Regions from separate parts of the Mus musculus genome. Here region 2 is linked to region 1. A link is a contact called in public promoter capture Hi-C data. All regions are on one chromosome and are shown on one strand. The core of a region is the stretch at or near the end of the contact, and the rest is flanking DNA. Distances in the headings are between cores, read along the strand shown. Region 1 overlaps Capn13 (calpain 13). Region 2 holds the start of Dpy30 (dpy-30, histone methyltransferase complex regulatory subunit).

Region 1 (5,858 bases), core at 2,377-4,876:
GCTCATCCCTGAGAGAGAATAAGGTTCCCTCTCTCAGTGGTCATTAGTGTCCTGTGTGAGATGTGGGACAATGTAAAGTTTCCTCCTTCCATGCTAGCATGTCTATCGATCTTGTCGCTGTTTAGGTCTTGTTGAGTCTGCCATATTGTTGCTGGGATGAAAGGATGTGCCATGCTTACTGCATGACCTTCTTCCCAAGAGAAGGAAGTGATGGCACCGTCATCGGGCCATTCTATTTCTGGGTCACATTCTGTAAACTATATAAGAAGCCTTTCATGTACGCTAGACTTGCTGATCAGCTTGGCTTGTACCACCATTGTTAGATATTAGAATTGTTTATTAGAATCTATTTGTTTTGAGGAAGGCATGTACCTCCACTGCCGAATTGCAGGCAGTGTTTTTGTTAAAAGGTTAAGGTCAGAAGGTGCTGGGGGCGTACTGGGTCAGGTGAGCATGTTGATCTTAACTGACTCCAGAGTCTAGAGCTTTAGTGCACTGTGGATCGGATCGCATCTTGTTGAAAGCTTGTCCAGCTAATGCCATCTGTGTCCATGTTGGCTTGCTGACAATACAGCAGGAGAGTGCCTTCTAACAAATTAGTACTTCTACCATCTCCACTGCACAGCAATCTTTAATCTGTTTGCAAGTGGAAAATAGGCAGCAACAGCCTTGATCTTTCTTATTGTTATCTACAACTCCTCAGAGTGGGCCCACTTCTACCCCAACAAATGCTTCTCTCCTAACCTTCAGGCCAAGGAATTCCTTCTTAGACGCCTGGGTAGACTTTGGGTGGAAGACTGTCATTACAAAATAGATGAGACCATCATTAGTTTGGATCAAACTCTCCCATGTAGGTCATATTAACAATTGGGGCTGGAAAGATGGCTCAGTGGTTAAGAGTACTGACTGCTCTTCTAAGACTCCTGAGCTCAATTCCCAGCAACCATGTAGTGGCTCATTTTAAGATCTGGGAGCCAGGCATGGTGGCACAGCCTTTAATCCCAGCACTTGGGAGGCAGAGCCAGGTGAATCTCTGTGAATTCCAGGCCAGCCTGGTCTTGAATGAACTGTCCAGCCAGGACAGCAAGAGCTACAGAGAGCTCCCACCTTGATAAAACAAAGAACGAAAAATAATGAAATAAATTGGGAGTCTGGATTTGCAGCTGGTAATATGACAATTACTAGATCCCACTAAGAACCACAGCCACCTTAGAAGATCGTCGTCTAGCTTTCTGAACTGGCTTTTGAAGAGAAATGTACTCAATCAGGAAACTAACATGCACACTCTGAGAGCATGATCAGAGGGTGGGGGTGGGGATCTGGATGTTCGAGACCCACCAGTGGGAAAACAACCGAGCTAGACATCGTGTAGAGGGCAACCATTCCTAGGGGAGCGAAAGGGGGAGTCGAAAGAAGGGGGAATCAATAAAATTCCTTAGGTGGCTTCATCGTGCAGAAAGCTTTGCAATTCTGCTGGAGACTTTGGTAAGAATTATTAAGATAATGACGGATTAGGCAGACCAAAAAAAAAAAAAAATGAGGTAATTAGTAACTCCTGGAAGAACAAAAAGTTACAGAAAGAAGAAAATGTGATCCAAGAGTGTTTCCTCACTTTGCAGTGAGCAGTACATATATAATTGTAATAAAGTAGAAATTAAATATTGATTTAACAAAAAGTGTGGCCTAAATATATTAGAAGGATGAAGAGAGAGACGATAGAGATATAAAAGTGGGCAAGGAACACCCAGCCCTGTCGTCCATCACAGAAATCGATGGGCTTTTAAAATTGGCAAGTGAGGGAGCTGCTGCCTAAGTTTGCAGTTTAGAAATGTGGGCTGAAGCTTCCAGAGCAATTCTGAGGAAATCTGGGGACAGGAAGGATGTAGCAATCTGCCCCTTTTCCTTCATGGCTTGTAGCAATGATTGAGTTTTCAAATTATATGTATAAGATTGAATTCTTACTAGAAAATCAATACAACGGGTAGAAAACAATCCTGAAAGTAAAATATTTAGGACTTGAAAGAAGGGGAGAGCAACTGGGAAGGAAAGCCAGGGACCCTAACACCCATGGGCAAGGACATGTTATATTTGCAGGAGAGATGTCTATGCAAGGTTGTCACTTAATCTGAGCCACACACACTTGAGACAACAGCAGACTGAAGCATGCAGAGGGCAGAGGGCAGAGGGGTCCATCTGGTTTGTCCACAGGAGGACAAAACAGGGGCTGACTCCATGACACTTTTGACTGCTGCAGGCACACACAGGGCTATTATTTTGGGTGAGCTGTGGTTTGAATTCCAGCTGCAGGCAGAGTGGCGCAAATGGGGTAGTGTCTTTTGTGGATCTTGAGGATAAAGCCATTCCCATCTACTGGGAGGGGGGTACCTTCTGAGGGGACCAGTCACGCTCACAGTGGGAAATTCCCAGGCCTATTATCTGTTCCACATAGTAGGAATGGGGTTGGGCCTCCATGCTCACTTGAAGACAGGAACAAACTTTGCTCTCCCTGGGCCCTTTGCTATGAGATTCTGTGTCTTTCTCTAGGACATGTTCCCAGTGGTCACTCGAGGAAACGGCTGTCCCCATGGAGCTGTGCCAACCCCTACGGTCTGCAGCTAAACCTGGTATTTGAAATGGAGTCAAAGATGCCTTCGAAGAGCCTAGACTGAGGTCCTGGCTGAGGCAGGCTCCGATCAACCCTAGGTCATCAGAGCACGTGCTGATATCAGCAGGCACTTGCAGGAAAACAAAACAGGAAACGTTCACTCCTGCTGACATTCCATCCCCTTCCCACACTCTCCCTGGATCCATTTCTTGGGAAAACCAGTCTGATCCAGTTTATGCACCCCCCAGGTGGTGTTGCTGACCCAGGAATGGTCTACTCAGTGCCATTTGCCAAATAACCACATTCTTTTGTAGCTGCAGCAGAGTTGTTTCACAGCTAAATGGCCAAATAAAATTTATTTCTACGAAAAATTCTTGGTGTGAAAGACCCTTGGATCTGGTTTTAAAAGTACAACTGGGGATGGGAATGCTATGCCAAAAAGTAGGCACCTGCTCCTCCTCCTCCTCCCCCTCCCCCTCCCCCTCCCCTCCCCTCCCCCTCCCCCTCCCCCTCTCCCTCTCCCTCTCCCTCTCACTCTCCCTCTCCCTCTCCCTCCCCTCCTCTTCCTCCTTCTCCTCGTTCACCACGTGGTCCTTGGGTATCTCAAAATGATCGTTTAGAATCATGGTCATTTCAAAAGCTCACCAGGCCAGACCCTGCTATGGAGGTTGTGCAGCCTAAGAGCTCAACACTGGAAGCATTTCCCAGGAAGGGATTGTACTGGCTGGTTTCCTCATCTGTGTGATGGAATTCCCCCATACAAAAACTTCAGAGAAGAAAGGTTTATTCCGACTTACTGCATGATGCGATTTTAGTCCGCTGTGGCGGCAAAGGGCTGGCAGTGCCCAGGGAGCATACGGTACGGGCTCCTCACATTGTAGTGGGCTAGGATGCTGAAACAGTAGGACCAGAACCAGGCACCAGGCTATAGAGCCTTCAAATCCCACTTCTAGAGACCTAGACTCCTTATGAACTGGGTCCCCAGCTCCTAAAGGTTCCACAGCCTCCTAAACAGCGCCACCTGCTGGAGAACAGCTATTCATTCTACAAGCTACAAGAGCTTGAGGGATTCAAACCGCAAATGTCTGTGTGTGGAAAGGACAGGAAGATGAAAATCTTCCGACCGTGATTTTGTGAGAAACCCTCACTAGAAAATGGACAGCACTGGCAGGATTGGTCATGCAAGAACAAGGTCACCATTTGGAAGTGACCACATTCACTACACAGACAGCAAACATAGCCATATTACAGGGCGTTGCTCTTGGTCATTTCCCATCCACCGTCATGAAATTTAGAATAAAATAGCTAATGGGCTGGATTGTTCCGTTACATACGATCTTCTGCATGCAAAAATATCGGGGCCGCCCGTGCTCTGTTACAAGAGCAGCTCCAGAAGACCTGAACCAGCCGTTCTGAAGAGCTCAGAGGTGATCCTCTGAATATCTACGTAGAAACTCTAGCACACCTGCTCCCTTGGCTGCCTCAGCCACATGTGACCCTGATCCCCTTCTGGGTTGGCCTGGGTTGGTCATAGGGTCAACAGAGAGCAGCCCTGGGGCTGGCCAGACTTCTTTTTCATTTACTAGACTGCTGTCCACAGCAATTCAGACCAGGATCCTCCCTCCACCTCTGTGGTTGCCTTCTGTGAATACTACACACATCCCGTGAACCTGGAAAAACTGAGAAACAAGCAGGTCTTCATTCCTATTTTGGGGAGGAGCAAAGCCGGAGGAGTCCACCCCCAACCACTGCATATGCGTTTACGGATGCTTTCTGGGACTCAGTTTCCCCCACAAGACCTCCTCTTGTGCCTTCTAAGCTCCACACAAGCACATATCGATGGTGAGCTGCAATTGTATCTGTAATTCTCTCTCGGAAAAGCCATTTTCAGACTTCCAGCCCCTGCCAGATAGGAAAGAATAGAGAGGGGGTGTAAAATGAGCCTGGTGCCAAGAGATAGTCATCTGCACGGGTGGAAAAAGAAGATGGAGAGAAGAAAGGAAAGATGGGGGATGGAAAGACCTGGGAAGGGGACTTCAGAAAAAAAAAAAAAAAAAGGTAGGCAAGGAGCAATATAAGAAAAGCCAGGAGAGAGAGGACGAAATAGAGACCAAAGAGGAGTGTGGGGGAAGACGACCAGCATGCATAGAAGCTGGTAGGGATGTTGGAGATAAAGCTCGCCCACGCCCCACAGGAAATGCATATCTGGTAGAAAGAAAGGTGGTCACCGGAGTTAACTCTCACAACCTCCGAAGCCGAGGCTCCCACATCCTGTTGTGAATAAAAACTCACCTGGAATAACTTGTCTTAGAAAACAAAACAGAACAACACCGACAACAATAAAAATCTTCAGAGATTCTGAACGGGCGAATTCGAACCTAAACTTGGGAATTTGAATTTTTTTAAAGCTCCCTGGGGAATGGACATGCTCCTTGACTGACGCATCACGTATCACTGTTCTTCAACTCCACTGAATCGGGGCATCTCTCTGCCCAGCCACGACAGCCAAAAGGAGTAAAAAGGTCTGTCGACTTCAAGCATAAGGCTTGCTCTATCAGAGGCCCCTCCCTCCACGCCCTCGAGACCCTGGCTCCCTCCCCGGGAGCTCCAAGGCCCCTTCCCACCAGTTCTGCTCATTTTCCCTCTTCCTTCTGGCTAGAGAACTAATGTCCTGGTTGATTTTCTTGCCCTAAACAAGCTAATTAAGCAATAATCCTAACAGAATCCATCACTCTGACAAGGTTGTTGATTAATGGTCCCCCAGCCAAGCCCAAAGTGCTTGATATCCCAGCAGAGCGGTCAATAATCACTGCGGCAGTGGCATGCGGCTGCGGCAGTGTGAGTCTGGCCACATCTGAAGACGACGAATGCTGAATGGGTAATGGGGCTCTATTTTGCAGCCTGATAGAAGGCAGAGGAGGAAAAGAAGGCTGGTTCTCGGACGTGCACAGGCTGGAGTCTCTAGCCACAGGCAGCGGTGCCCATCCTTTTGACGCTGGGGCATGCCATCATCATCTGCAAATGGGTTTGGATACATTGGTTGTTCTCCCACATGCTGCATATGGGACATACCTAGAACTCTGTATCCTTCGATCTGAAACCACAAAATGTCCTCAGAGAACAACTCCGAGTAACTCTGGGCCACCGAAGAACTGCCTGCGTGCAAAGTTGGCGAACACATGGATGCTTCTTTGGTTTTGCGGCTGTGTTGACTCCATAGCTGCTGGGTTATAAGGTGCGACAAGAGAAACAA
Region 2 (5,726 bases), core at 2,073-4,572, 1.0 Mb before region 1:
AATTTAGTCTTCAGATATTGAGTAGGAAGTTTCTAATTAAAATGTTGAACTCGGGGCTGGTGAGATGGCTCAAGGTAGGAGGGCTGACTGCTCTTCTGAAGGTCCTGAGTACAGATCCCAGCAACCACATGGCGGCTCACAGCCACCCATAGTGAGATCTGACCCCCTTCTGGTGCATCTGAAGATAGCTATAGTGTACTTACTTATAATAATAAATAAATTAAAATCTTTAAAAAAATAAAAATAAAATAAAATGTTCAACTCAACATTTAAAAATTCCACTATAGACTCGAGGGAGACCGTTCAGAAGGTCAAAGAGCTTGTTGCCAAGCCTAAGGCCTGAGTTCAGTTCCTAGAACTAACATGGTAGAAGATGTCTCCAAGAATTGGTTTTTGACCTCCACAAACACATGATGGCTGTGGCATTCATGAATGTGCCCAACACACACACACCCACACACACACACCCACCCACCCACCCACCCACACACACACACAGACACACACACACAGACACACACACAAACACACAAACACACAAACACACACACATACACAAACACACACACATATGCGCGCACGCACGCGCGCACCAACGGAAAAGATGATGACAAACAAAATTAACAAAAAAATTTTAGTTAAGAAAGGTGCAGCTGGGGCTGGTGAGATGGCTCAGCGGGTAAGAGCAACCGACTGCTCTTCCGAAGGTCCGGAGTTCAAATCCCAGCAACCACATGGTGGCTCACAACCACCCATAATGAGATCTGGCTCCCTCTTCTGGACTGTCGGAGGACAGCTACAGTGTTACAGTGTACTTACATATAATAAATAAATAAGTCTAAAAAAAAAAAAAAAAAAAAAAAAAAAGGTGCAGCTGACAAAGGGGATTGAGTTAACATCAGAGCTCTGTCCTTTACAGTTATGGTAAAATAAATGCTCTGTATTCAAAGCATTCCAATTTTCCCTGTTGTTTGCCATTTGTTTTAAGAAGGAGGAGGCAGGGACTGGAGAGATGGCTCAGCGGTTAAGAACACTGACTGGGGCTGGTGAGATGGCTCAGTGGGTAAGAGCACCCGACTGCTCTTCCGAAGGTCTGAAGTTCAAATCCCAGCAACCACATGGTGGCTCACAACCATCTGTAACAAGATCTGACTCCCTCTTCTGGAGTGTCTGAAGATAGCTACAGTGTACTTACATATAATAAATAAATAAATCTTTAAAAAAAAAAAAAGAACACTGACTGGTTCAAATCTTAGCAACCACGTGGTGGCTCACAACTATCTGTAATGAGATCTAATGCCCTCTTCTGGGGTGCCTGAAAACAGCTACAGTGTACTTATATACAATAAATAAATATGTCTTAAAAAATATAAAATAAAAAGGAGACTGGCAGACAGGCAGACAGACTCTCAACAGGCTTAGACTGCTTCAGTAGAGCATTGAGGGCCCCACGTTTTCCTGTGGGATGAAGGCTGTGGGCATTTAGAGGGGCTGGGGACTTGTGTGTGCACCTACACTACATGTTGTACCATTGGGAAGGTACAGCGCTGCTTTGTGGTTTGAAGTCAGGCAGTTTGCTTTTGATACCAGGCATACTGAATGGTCAGGCTGGGGCCCAACAATTCTTTATTGCCCAGCAGAGCTTAGTTTCTCAAAACCCAAAGCTATTACTTAACATCTATAACTTGTAGGTAGGAAGCAGATTGTACATTTTAAGGTTTATTTTTAGTTATGTATTCGTATATATACCACATTTCTGTGTAAGTGCAAGTGAGTTCAAGTGCTCACAGAGGCCAGAAGACGGTGTCAGATCTCGGGAGTTCTGGGTGGTTGTTGGACTTCTGGTGTGTGCCTGGGAACTGAACTCTGGAAGAGCAGTAAGTTTTTGTTTTTGTTTTTGTTTTTAAAGTGACTAAACCATCTCTTTTCTCACCACCACACCAAGCACAAAAGCTCTTTTCAAGTACATTAGGTGTGTGGGTTGTAGGAAAGTCTGGAAATCTTAGCTATAATCATTGTAGGGACAGCTGAAGGCTTCTTCTTCTTCTTCTTCTTCTTCTTCTTCTTCTTCTTCTTCTTCTTTTCTTCTTCTCCCCCTCCCCCTCTCCTTCTTTTTCTTGAGACAGGGTTTCTCTGTGTATCCCTGGCTGTCCTGGAACTCACTCTGTAGACCAGGCTGGCCTCTAACTCAGAAATCCACCTGCCTCTGCCTCCCAAATGCTGGGATTAAAGGCATGCAGCACCACTGCCCTGCCAACTGAAGGCTTTTTGGAAACATTTTGGTGTTAGCTAGGAGTCTGAACATTCCAAGAAACTCACTAGTAAGAAGTATTAGTAAAGAAGTTAGGTCCCTGACAGAGGTGGGTATTAAAGGCTATTTAGGGAGCTAACTAGGTTCAAGACAACTAACTAGTGTCTCTAGATTTGCAGCATTCCAACCTCTCCATACCCTTGAAATCCTAATCCATCAACAGTTACAATAATTACAGGAAAGCAGGCTCTCCTGGAACTCCCGTTCAGGAAGCTCTGGCTGGCGTTTGACCCTCTTTACCTCAGTCAGCCAAATGCTGGGATTTCAGACACCTGGCTTTAAAATGTAAAAACAAGCAAACACAACCCAGGTTGGAATCCATAATACTACAGTCTGGAAAGCCATTTCTTCTGTAGAAATTGAACCAAGATCCTTGGTTATCCCAGGAAAGCGCTCGACCATGAGCTGAACTCCTTATCCCTGGAAAGTAATTAAAAAAAAAAAAAAAAACTAATCTAGACATAAATGTAGAATAGTGTGAACGTGGTATCCTCATAGACTGCAGGGCTTGAATAAAAGCCGCCCAAGAATTCCCAAACACTCCTCCTTGTTTCCCTTTGGCCTTAAAAAAATTATATATGTGTGTATGTATACGTATATATGCGTGTTTTGCCTGAATGTGCGCGGAGCACACGCGTGCCTCGTGCCTGCGTAGATAAAAAGAGAGAGTCAGCTCCCCGGAACCGGAGTTAGGGATAGTTGTGAGCCACCATGTGGGCGGTGGAGACCAAACCTAAGTCGCCTGTAAGATTAGCCAAGTAATCAACCGCTGGATGCCCTCTAGCCCCTAGTAAAGCCTGAGCAAGAATCGCTCAGCAAGTGAGTGGCCTCGGTTCCTCGGGGACCGTCACTTCCAGGTGCCACGAAGGACTGTCTAAAGGAGAAAGATCTACGGCAGGGTGGAGCCGGCAGGTGGCCAGGCACCCCGCGCACCGCAGAGGCGTAGGCCCACTTAGGCGGGCTCGGGCACTTCTGCCCGCGGGGCCGCTCTGCGCAGGCGCGGCGGCAGCGCGACGTCCCTCACTTACGGCCGAAGCGGTTCGCGCTGTGAGTCGGTGGCGCCGTGCAGGGCACTTAGGAACCGACAGCCTTGGCGCGGGTAATCAGCTTCCCTGTCCTCCTCCTCCCACCGCTACATCCTTGGGACGACCTCCGAGCCTCGCGATGCGACGAGGACGGCCAGTCGGTGGCCCGACCCAGCCCGCGCGTCTGCTGCCCGCGGGGGTGAGGGGCGGGGTCCCGGGCTGGGCTGCACCGCACCGGGTCCTGGCGTCTTCCACTTGAAATCTCCCGGGTAACTAACTCGCGGCTCTTCTTGTTTTGCAAGACTGGTATCCGGTTGATTGCGGTTTGCAGGGTCCGCCATGGAGTCGGAGCAGATGCTGGAGGGACAGACACAGGTACCAGGAGGCCCTGGGTTCAGGGTGGCGGTGTGCGGGGAGGCAGCGCGGGACGGGCGGATGTCTCTCTCTGTGACTGTATTTTGTTTTCTAGGTTGCAGAAAACCCTCACTCTGAGTACGGGCTCACAGACAGCGTTGAGGTAACTCGCTCAGTTTCTCTGCCGCATGCATCTATGGGTCTCTTGAGAGCTGGAGAAAACTTAGGATCGGTTTACTAGGCTACTCTGCACGAGGGAACTCTTTGCTGCCGCGATCTCTCCGTAGTATCAGATTATAAGTGGCTTCTTTTTACTAGCATGCTAATACTTGGCTAAAAATAAAGGTACTTTGTAAATGAAAGATTAGATGATCCCGGAACCAGAGCTGGGAAGGTTTGGTTAGGAAAATGGAGGCTTCCCGGAGAAAATTTGTGTGTGAATGGGAGACTCGAGGGATTAAGTTCTGGTTTAAAAAAAAAAAAAAAAAAAAAAGGGCAGGACCACGTTTCCAAGAAGTTGTACAAACAGGTGTTAGAATTTATTCAACACTTTGCTGTTTGTGAGATATATACCAGGCTAATTTGAATGTATCTTCAGCTCCAGAATGCTTAAAGTTGAGTAACTTGTTCAAGGTCAGCGGAAAGTAAGCTTAGACATGTTTTCTTTTTTATTTTATTATTATTATTATTATTATTACTTGTGGGTGTGTGCGCGCATGCACACGCTCGCTCATGCATGTGCACTAGTGTGTGGAGATCAGAGGGCACCCTTACAGAGTAGGTTTTTTGCTTCCACCCTTAGGTGGGTTCTGGAGATGGAACTCAGGTTAGATGTGGGGGTAGCAAGCTCCTTACACACTGAGCAGTCCTGCCTGACCTAGAACTGACTCTTACAAAAGGATTGCATTGTATTTATATTTGTGTGATCTCTCTCTGTCTCTCTTTGCTTCTCTCTGTCTCTTTTTCTGTCTCTCTCTCCCTCCCTCCCTCCTCTCTGTGTTTGTGTGTTTATATGTATGTATATATATTTTTTTATTTTTTCTATTTTTTTCCCCCTGAGATAGGGTGTCATTAGCTCTGGCTGTCCTGGAACTCACTATGTAGATCATGCTGGCCTTGAATTTACCGAGATTCACCAGCCTCCACCTCTTGGTGTTGGGAGTAAAGGTGTGTGCACCGAACCCGGTTTATATATTTCTTTTTACTGCTTTATGGGTGTTCTGCCTGGGTATATATGTACATCAGAAGGCCGGAACTTGAGCTACAGACAGTTGTGAGCTACCATGTATGCTGGGGATTGAATGAGGATCTCTCTCTCTCTCTCTCTCTCTCTCTCTCTCTCTTTCTCTTTCTCTCTCTCTCTCTCTGAGACAGGGTTTTTCTATGTAGCCCTGGATGTCCTAGAACTTACTCTGTAGACCAGGCTGACTTCAAGCACTCTCCTGCTGCTATACTGGTGTTCTTAACCACACACACACCCCCTCCCCCAACTCCAGCTTTGGCTGTCTATATTCTTATTTATATTTCTTAGGCTTTTGAAATTCATTTTATGTGCTTGGTTATTGTGCCTGCATCCGTATGTGTGCCCCATGTGCCTGCCTGGTGCCCACAGAGGCCAGAAGAGTGTGCCAGATCCTCCCTGGAATTGGAGTTTGAGACAATTGGTGAACTACCCCGCGGGTGGTGGGAACCAAGCGCTGGTCTTCTGCAAGAGCAGTCAGTGCTTCTAACTGCTGAGCCTTCTCTCCAGTCCTGTCTATAGTTTTTAAGTGCCTAGCTTTTTACATTTGGGCCCGGGATTTGAACTCAGGTCCTTATGCTTGCTTGCAGAACAACTTATCTAATTCCCCAAGCCATCTCTCTAACCTTTTCACACAGTTACACGTTTTACACCTTGTGTATGTGTGGTCTTATGTATGTCTGTAGGTGTGCTGTGTGTGAGTCGAGGTGCACTTGTTTATTCGTGGTGTGGATTGAACCCAGGCTTTTGTATACGCTTGGCCTACGCTCTGCTGCTGAGCTATATCCCACCTCCA

The links. Promoter capture Hi-C pulls out the DNA fragments that hold promoters and counts their contacts.
Region 2: a promoter capture Hi-C map of hippocampal neurons shows a contact between it and region 1, with 4 times the contacts expected there. The contact joins the promoter of Dpy30 here to the enhancer-like site in region 1. A contact is called at or near these places in 3 of 39 promoter capture datasets (the C10 cell line, embryonic stem cells and hippocampal neurons), 2 of 15 datasets of contacts at CTCF or cohesin (large pre-B cells and pro-B cells), 3 of 484 Hi-C or Micro-C datasets (B cells and the G1E-ER4 cell line) and 5 of 115 datasets of contacts at active chromatin or transcription factors (astrocytes, embryonic limb bud, embryonic stem cells and 2 more).

Annotation. Positions count from the first base shown.
Region 1 is chr17:73,303,574-73,309,431 of GRCm38.p6, reverse strand. It overlaps Capn13 (calpain 13), which reads left to right. Exons shown (of 23, transcript NM_001033444.2): 23 at 2,545-2,968. Among named protein-coding and RNA genes, the nearest start is that of E330032C10Rik, 56 kb to the right of the region's middle. Within about 2 kb of position 3,626, at least 8 of the 459 cell types and tissues checked have an H3K27ac peak or open chromatin away from gene starts, as enhancers often do. A contact at or near this core is called in the G1E-ER4 cell line and hippocampal neurons, where this site is marked.
Region 2 is chr17:74,314,029-74,319,754 of GRCm38.p6, reverse strand. Dpy30 (dpy-30, histone methyltransferase complex regulatory subunit) reads left to right here and starts at 3,322. Exons shown (of 5, transcript NM_001146223.1): 1 at 3,322-3,410; 2 at 3,639-3,711; 3 at 3,806-3,853. The coding sequence starts at 3,676.